Linked DNA regions of Mus musculus: region 2 is linked to region 1. The links are chromatin contacts, called in public promoter capture Hi-C maps. All regions are on one chromosome and are shown on one strand. The core of a region is the stretch at or near the end of the contact, and the rest is flanking DNA. Distances in the headings are between cores, read along the strand shown. Region 1 holds the start of Naip2 (NLR family, apoptosis inhibitory protein 2). Region 2 holds the start of Naip5 (NLR family, apoptosis inhibitory protein 5).

Region 1 (4,970 bases), core at 1,613-4,112:
AGAAGACATTCATCCATGAGAGAATTTTAACTGAACTGGTTATGTGTAGATCTTGTGCCATTAACCACAGCTGGTGTGAGTTCATGAGTGCAATAGTCACATCAAATTCGGTGGTTTTCACTTCATGGCACTCCTCCCCATCATCCCTCTCTTACATCATTTTTAACCCCTCTTCCACAACATTCTTGAGCCTTGGTAGTACAGGGGGAGGCACCAGGAAAGACATGCCATTTAGGGATCAGCACTCAATCTCTTACTATAATGACTAATCTTGGCTGTTAATTTTGTTACATCTGGAATTATATAAAAGTCAAACAGCTGGGTACAACTGTAATGGATTTTCTTGATTGGATTGCTTATAGTGGGAAGAACCACCCTAAATCAGGGCCATGCCTTCAAGTGTCAACCTACATAAAAGACACGAAAGAAGGATGTTTTTTGCTTTAATCCTGCTTCCCCTCACTTTTACTGGAAAAAAAAAGTTCCATCTATCCTGTTGCTGAGGCATTCCTTCACTAGTACTAGAACTTTCTTCTTGGGGATTCCAGTGTAGACTGATGAGCAGCTGAGGCTTCCAGCCTTGTAGACTGAACCAGATTATTGGCCTTTGTGAGAAGGAACAGTTATTGTTGAACTAGATGAACTGATCAACAGCCTGTAAGCCACTAAATTGAGTGTGAGTGTGTGTGTGTGTGTGTGTGTGTGTGTGAACTATTAGTTCTGTTACCTTAGAGAACCCCAACTAATGCACTTACTCTCAGCACATTGATGAGTTACACATCTCAACATCAACTGCTACTGGCTGCAAAAAGAAGTTTCTCTAACTAAGGTTGGAGGAGCCTGGGTCTACAAGTATAAACAGAAATATTTAAAAAGACCTTAAACAACATAGCCAGCCAGCAAAAGAGCAATAGTGGTGTGTAAAGGGTGGTCCTGATTCTTTGATCAGGAATCTGTATTTACTGGGGCTGAAGGTCCTTGCTCCTAATTGGATTTTGGTCTATCAATAGAGATGCCAGTAGCCAATAGCTGATGACAGGGAAAGACACAGAATTGCAAGGGAAGGATGGAGAGAGAATCAGGAGGAGGAGAAGGGGGCACAGTAGTGGAGGACGTAAAGCCAACCAGCAATGTGAGTTTCCTCTGGCCACTTCCCTGACTGGGCCTGGGGTAGTAGAGAAAAAATTAAGAGTGCCCAGTCATTGTGTTATCCAAGGCATTTCAAGATTAACTGATTAACTGGTGTGAGTGACTGTGTGTGTGTGTGTGTGTGTGTGTGTGTGTGTGTGTGTGTGTGTGCATGTGTGTTCTATTTGTGCTACAGTGGGTCTACTCTAGGGTCTATGACCTACCTCCCCAGCCATGAACTTTGGACAAGGATTACAAAACCAGGCAGGAAATTCCCTTCAGTAGACTGCCCTCAAATGTAATCAGAATGAGGTTTGCTATGTCATCGAAGACATGGCATTATTGCACAAGAAGAAATCCTTGGCCTAGTGGAATAGTGGTGATATAGCAAGCAGAGACCAGCACTGAGAAGATCATTGATGCCCTCCTCACAACTTCCTGCAGTCTGCATAGCATCTTCTGGCACTGTAAAAGCTAGGATGTTTCCTAGTCAGTTTGAGACTGATTCACTTATGCCCTGCAACAAAAATATTTATATATAGTCTTACTCAAGGGGCTTTATAGTTGTTACTCCTTTTTCCCAGCAAGCTCTCCCTTCTGTTCTAGTCAGAGTTCTCTAAAGGAATAGAACTGATAGGCTATACAGATGTAGGTCTACATTTAAAGATAGATAGATAGACAGACAGACAGACAGACAGTAGATAGATAGATAGATAGATAGATAGATAGATAGATAGATAGATAGATATGGATATATAACCAAATACATGGGATTTATGAGACTGACATACAGGATATAGTCTGGATAGTCTAACAATGGCTATGTGAGACATATTGTCCTATGATGTGTGTGACAGTCATTGTTAGAATGGCTGAGAATTGGTAGTTAGTTGTTTAGTCTACAAGACTGGATGTCTCAGCAGTCTCAACTTGGCACTGGAGTCCTAGAGGATTCCTGAAAAGCTGCTGGTTTCAGTCTACCTTTTAATCATGCAGGAGATGGTTCTAATACCAATGAAGAAGTGCCACAGCAACAAGATAGATGAACTTGCCCAGTGATAGTGAGGGCACACCAATGTCCTTCTTCTGTGTCTTTTTATCTGGGCAGCTACCAGAGAGTACTCCCTACTGTTAGAATGAGTCTTCCTCCTTCAAGTAACCTGATCAACAAAACTACTCTCAGAAATGCCCAGAGTTTGAATTCTATTTGATTGAAAGTGTAGTAAGGTTGAAAACCAAGATTAGCCATCTCACGATGATTTGAGAGTTCTATAAAGGATCAAAGGATCAGGTGTTGAAATGGAATACCCATTGTACTATTCTAGGAGTGGAAACTTGATTGTTTTCGAGGTGGGATCTATGTAAGCTGATTAGAATAAATCATTGAGGTGAAGATCCCATTGGATCCTGGTGAGTTCCTAAGATAGATCAAAAACAGTCCCTGTTCATAGACACATGGTAAATAAAATAATTTTAGAAAATTAAAAACAAAAGTTGACAGGAAAGAGAGGGTGGAAGGAGGGTGTTCAGATGCAGATGTTAGTAGAAGACACTGTGTCTGGGCCTACACTGTGGTCTGAATGTGAAATACCCACACAGGCAGCTCATGGTTTGAGAATTTGGTTTCCAGCTGGTGACACTGCTGGGTAAGAGTTTGGATCCTTTAAGAGGTGGAGCATGGTGGAGGGTGTGGGCCACTGGAGACTCTATAGCCTGGTGCCACTTCCTGTTCATTTTCTCTGCCCCCTTGCTGCTGATGCACTGTGACCAGCTGGCTTCCTGCTCCTGCCAAGCCTTCTGTGCCACCTTGAGATACAGATCTTCATACTGTAAGCCAGAATAAGCCTTCTTTTCTGTGAACTGCTTTTGTCAGGGTTATTTTATCCCAGCAACAGAAAAGGTAACTCCAGGCTGTGCGAGGGGAAATGAAAGTAACTAAGCCTAGCCTTAGTCTGTCAAGGCAGGGCCAGCTCCTCTCTACAGGGAAGGAGCAGGAAGCTAGCGTTGGGTAACTGTGTCTATAGATAAGAACATGACCTTTGTCTCTTAATTGCTAAGGAAACGATGTGTGTGTGTGTGTGTGTGTGTGTGTGTGTGTGTGTGTGTGTGTGTGTGTGTGTGTTTGGAGAGAGAGAGAGAGAGAAAGAGAGAGAGATCATGAGACAACTGTAAATATAACTAGTCAAAGACTTGAGGATTGATAGAACTCCAGGCGACCAATGCTGGTCATTTTAATACTTATGACAAGGAGGGGTTTTGTTTTTGTTTTTGTTTTTACCTTGTTAGGGATAGTCATATGTGGTATCTATTTCACTAAGGAAACTCCTCCTGGATATTATCTGATGAAAGAGTGTGCCTTGTCTTAAAAGATTCAACTTGACCAGGTATGGTGGCACATGCTTATAGTCCAACACTTAAAAAGCTGAGGCAGAATGGTGCCAACTTAGAGGCTGCCAAACACTATAAATCAAGGCCCTGACCCGCAGCTTTCACAAAAATGTAGTAGCTAGGAAAATTCCAAATTGAATGAGGTTGATAAAGCATGATGTGAAAGATTTAACTCTACCTAGAAGCAGATTTGATATTCCTTTGAGAGTGTTGAAGTGGGTGGATTGGCCATATGCTTATATGAAGGTGTTCTTCATTTTGTTATATTTCATTATTTGATAACTTCATATCTGAGTACTCTGTTTACATTATTTCAACCCACCCCTCTCCCATCCCACCAAACTGCCTCTCAAATTCCAGAGCCTTTCTTTAATTATCTCACACACACACACACACACACACACACACACACACACACACACACACACACTTACTGAGTCCATCTACTGTTGCTCATATGTGTATGTGTTTGGGGCTGAGCACTTGTGATTAGATAACACTTTAAGGGCTTGTCCCTGATGAAGAATAATTCTCCTCCCAGCAGCCTACACTTCTTCTTACAGAGATGAGGCCCTGTGACATTTTCCCTGTCCACACTGGCATGTCATACAGGTGTCCTTCTCCAGGTCTTGTTTACCCAGCCATATTGTTGAGCTACCATGGGTGCATGGGTGCAGCTTCCCTGTCCTGTAAGGATGATGTTGGCTATGAGTTTGTCATCCACAGGCTTTATTACGTTGAAGTGTGTTCCCTCCAGTCTTTCTCTCTCTAGGACTTTCATCATAAATCCATGTTGAATTTTGTCAAAGGCCTTTTTTGCATCTCTCATGATAGATGGTTATGCAATGTTTGTCAGTGATTTATATTACATTTGTTAACATACAAGTGTAGAGCCATCCCTGCATCTCTGGGGTAAAAGCCAATTTGATTGTATCGGAGGAAATCTTTGATATGTGCTGTTATTTGGTTTGTGAGTATCTTATTGAGAACGTTTGCATCTGTGCTCATGAGATGTGTTGCTGTGTCTCCATGTCGTTTTGGTGCCAAAGAAATACCAATCGAAGAGGATTGAAAGTGTCTCTATGCTTTGAATAATTTGAAAGTAATGGTTGGAGTTCTTTGAAAGTACAGTAGAATTCTTCTGTGAATCTATCTGGAGCTGGGCTCTGTTTACACAGAAGGATTTTTATTATTATTTGATCTCCTTATTTATTATGGGTTTCTTTGGGTTATTGATCTCTTCTTGGCCTAACTTTGAGAGTTTGAATCTAGAAATCTTCCCATTTCCTTTAGATTTTCCAAGTTACTGTGGCATAAGTTTTCAAAGCATTCACTTATGATGCTCTGAATTTTTTGATGCCTGTTTTAGTGTTTCTCTGTTCATCTCTAATTTTATTAATTTGTGTCTCTTCTCCTGTTCTTTTGGTGGATTGAGACAAAGAACTGTCAATCTT
Region 2 (4,857 bases), core at 1,987-4,486, 45 kb before region 1:
CCTCCACGACCTCTACATCAGCTTCTTTCTCCAAGTTCCTGCCCTGTGTGAGTTGCTGCTCTCATTGCTTTTGATGAATAACTGTTAAATGAAACTGTGAGCAAAATAAACCCTCTCCTCCCCAAGTTGCTTTGGTCATAGTGTTTCATCATAATAGAGAAACTTTAATTAATATACATGTGCGCGCGTGAGCAAAACACAAACATGCACAGTAAAAATAAGATTTATAAATATTTTTCAGGAAAGAAAGGAAAGGTTGTGAGGCAGGTAGTCAGATACCGATGTTAGTGGAGAACTCTGTGTCTTGGCTCATGCTGTGGTCTGAATGTGAAATGCCCACATAGGCAGTTCATGATTTGAGAATTTGGTTTCCAGCTGGTGGCACTACTGGCTAAGAGTTTGGATCCTATGTAATTCACTTTATAAACAAATTCAAAGACAAAAAGCACATGATCATTTCACTAGATGCCGAGAAAGCATTTGACAAAATCCAACATCCATTCATGATAAAAGTTTTGGAAAGATCAGGAATTCAAGGCCCATACCTAAACATAATAAAAGCAATCTACAGCAAACCAATAGCCAACATCAAAGTAAATGGAGAGAAGCTGGAAGCAATCCCTCTAAAATCAGGGACTAGACAAGGCTGCCCACTTTCTCCCTACCTATTCAGCATTGTCTTGAATTCCTAGCCAGAGCAATTCCACAACAAAAGGAGATCAAGGGGATACAAATTGGAAAGGAAGAAGTCAAAATATCACTATTTGCAGATGATATCATAGTATATATAAGTGACCCTAAAAATTGCACCAGAGAATTCCTAAACCTGATAAACAGCTTCAGTGAAGGAGCTGGATATAAAATTAACTCAAATAAATCAGTGGCCTTTCTCTACACAAAGGATAAACAGGCTGAGAAAGAAATTGGGGAAACAACACCCTTCTCAACAGTCACAAATAACATAAAATACTTTGGTGTGACTCTAACTAAGGAAGTGAAAGTTCTGTATGATAAGAACTTCATGTCTCTGAAGAAAGAAATTAAAGAAGATCTCAGAAGATGGAAAGAACTCCCATGCTCATGAATTGGCAGGATTAATATAGTCAAAATGGCTATCCTGCTGAAAGCAATCTACAGATTCAATGCAATCCCCATCAAAATTCCAACTCAATTCTTCACTGAGTTAGAAAGGGCAATTTTCAAATTCATCTGGAATGATTAAAAAACCTAGGATGGCAAAAACTATTCTCAACAATTAAAGAACCTCTGGTGGAATCACCATCCCTGACCAGAGCAATTGTGATAAAAAAAAATGCATGGTACTGGTACAGTGACAGACAGGTAGAACAATGGAATAGAATTGAAGACCCAGAAATGAATACATACACCTATGGTCACTTGATCTTTGACAAGGGACTAAAACCATCCAGTGGGAAAAAGACAGCATTTTCAACAAATGGTGCTGGCACAACTGGCGGTTATCATGTAGAAGAATGTGAATTGATGCATTCTTATCTCCTTGTACAAAGCTAAAGTCTAAGTGGATCAAAGAACTCCACATAAAACCAGAGACACTGAAATTTATAGAGGAGAAAGTGGGGGAAAGCCTCGAAGATATGGGCACCGGGGGAAAATTCCTGAATAGAACAGCAATGGACTGTGCTGTAAGATCAAGAATTGACAAATGGGACCTCATGAAATTGCAAAACTGTAAGGCAAAAGACACTGTCAATAAGACAAAAAGGCCACAAACAGATTGGGAAAGGATTTTTACCAATCATAAATCGGATAGGGGACTAATATCCAATATATACAAAGAGCTCAAGAAGCTGGACTCCAGAAATTCAAATAACCCCATTAAAAATGGGGTACAGAACTAAACAATGAATTCTCAAGTGAGGAATACCGAAGGCCTGAGAAGCACCTGAAAAAAATGTTCAACATCCTTAATCATCAGGGAAATGCAAATCAAAACAACCTTGAGATTACAACTCACTCCAGTCAGAATGGCTAAGATCAAAAATTCATGTGACAACAGATGCTGACAAGGATGTGGAGAAAGAGGAACACTCCTCCACTGCTGGTGGGATTGCAAGCTTGTTCAACCACTCTGGAAATCAGTCTAGCAGTTCCTCAGAAAATTGGACATAGTACTACCAGAAGATCCAGCAATACCTCTCCTGGGCATAGACCCAGAAGATGTTCCAACTGGTAATAAGGACACAGGCTCCACTATGTTCATAGCAGTCTTATTTATAATAGCCAGAAGCTGGAAAGAACCCAGCTGTCCCTCAACAGAGGAATGGATACAAAAAAATGTGGTACATTTACACAACAGAGTGCTACTCAGCTATTAAAAACAACGAATTTATGAAATTCTTGGGCAAATGGATGTATCTGGAGGATATCCTCCTTAGTGAGGTAACGCAATCACAAAAGAAGTCACTTGATATGCACTCACTGTTAAGTGGATATTAGCCCAGAAACTTAGAAAACTGAAGATACAATTTGCAAAACACAAGAAAATCAAGAAGAACGAAGACCAAAGTGTGGAAACTTCATTCCTCCTTATAATAGGGAACAAAACAACCAGGGAAGAAGTTACAGAGACAAAGTTTGGAGCTAGGACAAAAGGATGGACCATCCAGAGACTACTCCACCAGGGGATCCATCCCATAATCAGCCTCCAAACCCAGACAGCCATATGCCAGGAAGATTTTGCTGAAAGGACCCTGTAATAGCTATCTCCAGTGAGGCTATGCCAGTGTCTGGCAAATACAGAAGTGGATGCTCACAGTCATCTATAGAATGGAACACAGGGCCCCCAAAGGAGGAGCTAGAGAAATTACCCAAGGAGCTGAAGGGGTCTGCAACCCTAGAGGTGGAACAACAATATGAACTAACCAGTACCCCCAGAGCTTGTGTCTCTAGCTGCATATGTAACAGAAGATGGCCTAGTCAGCCATCATTGGGAAGAGAGGCCCCTAGGTCTTGCAAACTTTATATGCCCCAGTACAGGGGAACTCCAGGGACAAGAGGTGGGAGTGGGTGGGTAGGGGAGCAGGGCAGGGGGGGGGGTATAGGGAACTTTTGGGATAGCATTTGAAATGTAAATAAGGAAAATATCTAATAATAATAATAAAAAGAGTTTGGATCCTTTAAGAGGCGGGGCATGGTGAAGGGAGTGGACCACTGGAGACTCTATAGCCTGGTGCCACTTCCTATTTGCTTTCACTGCCCCCTTGCTGCTGATGCTCTGTGACCAGCTGGCTTCCTGATCCTGCCAAGCCTTCCATGCCACCTTGAGATACAGATCTTCAGAGTGTAAGCCAGAATAAGCCTTCTCTTCTGTGAACTGCTTTTGTCAGGGTTATTTTATCCCAGCAACAGAAAAGGTAACTCCAGGCTGTGCGAGGGGAAATGAAAGTAACTAAGCCTAGCCTTAGTCTGTCAAGGCAGGGCCAGCCCCTTCTCTACAGGGAAGGAGCAGGAAGCTAGCGTTGGGTAACTGTGTCTATAGATAAGAACATGACCTTTGTCTCACAATTACAAAGGAGACTGTAAGTGTGTATGTCAGGGACGGCAGGGATGCATCAGGACACAAGGGTAGAAATAACTAGTCAAAGCGCTGAGGAGCCTGGGGGTTGACAGAACTCCAGGCAACCATTGCTGGGAGGGGTTGTACAGTCATGAGAACTCTTTACTGTGCATTGGTGGCATCAAATGTGTCAGCACTGCAAGATGGAACCCTCCTCTAGGTGTTATATGAAAGAGTATGCTTTGTTTGAAAGTCTCATTTTAGTTAGGTATGGCACATACCTGCTAATCCCAGAACCTGGAGGGCAGAAACAGGAATTGTTTCCATCAGATTGATTGGGTGTATGCAGTAACAGGGGTGGCGGTGGGGGTGCGGTGACATTTTTCTTGGTTGGAAATTGATGAGAGAGGGCAGTGGTGCGACCCCTGGGCTAAGTGTGGCATCCTGGCACAAACCTTTAATCCCAGCATTCCGGAGGCAGAGGCAGGAAAATCTCTGAATTTGATGCCTCCCTGATCTACAGAATGAGTTCCAGGATAGCCAGGGCCACACAGAGAAAGCTTGCCTTGAAAACCAAAATAAATAGATAATTAAAACCAGAAAGAAAGCAAGGTAAGAAACCACAGAGAGTAAGCCTGTGAGCAGCATCCTTCCACAATCTCTGCACTAGCTCTTGCCTCCAGTTCTTCCAGCCTTGACTTCCCTTGCAGATGAACCACGCTTGGGAGGAGAAATAAACCCCACCCCCTGTGAAGCTTTGGTCATTGTGCTCATCATAAGAACATGAGAGCTGCCTCGAACACCCAACAACTGCTCACCTTTCCCCTTTAGAAAATGGCTGAGCATGGGGAGTCCTCCGAGGATCGGATTTCTGAGATTGATTATGAATTTCTCCCCGAGCTCTCTGCTCTTCTCGGGGTGGATGCATTTCAGGTGGCAAAGAGCCAAGAAGAAGAAGAGCATAAAGAACGGATGAAAATGAAGAAAGGTTTTAACTCACAGATGCGCAGTGAAGCCAAACGACTAAAGACCTTTGAGACCTATGACACGTTCAGATCATGGACGCCACAGGAGATGGCAGCTGCTGGGTTTTACCACACAGGGGTGAGACTTGGCGTTCAGTGCTTTTGCTGTAGCTTGATCCTCTTTGGTAACAGCCTCAGGAAGCTTCCCATAGAGAGACACAAGAAATTACGTCCGGAATGTGAGTTCCTTCAGGGCAAAGATGTTGGTAACATTGGCAAGTATGACATCCGGGTGAAGAGGCCAGAGAAGATGCTGAGAGGTGGCAAAGCCAGGTACCATGAAGAGGAGGCCAG

Evidence for each region. Capture Hi-C pulls out chosen DNA fragments and counts their contacts.
Region 2: a contact with region 1 is called in a promoter capture Hi-C map of adipose tissue. The contact joins the promoter of Naip5 here to the promoter of Naip2 in region 1. A contact is called at or near these places in 1 of 484 Hi-C or Micro-C datasets (nephron progenitors), 1 of 115 datasets of contacts at active chromatin or transcription factors (bone marrow-derived macrophages) and 3 of 9 other capture datasets (adipose tissue, liver and pancreatic islet).

What each region holds. Positions count from the first base shown.
Region 1 is chr13:100,200,014-100,204,983 of GRCm38.p6, reverse strand. Naip2 (NLR family, apoptosis inhibitory protein 2) reads left to right here and starts at 2,862. Exons shown (of 16, transcript NM_001126182.2): 1 at 2,862-2,957.
Region 2 is chr13:100,245,715-100,250,571 of GRCm38.p6, reverse strand. Naip5 (NLR family, apoptosis inhibitory protein 5) reads left to right here and starts at 3,236. Exons shown (of 15, transcript NM_010870.2): 1 at 3,236-3,324; 2 at 4,249-4,857. The coding sequence starts at 4,373.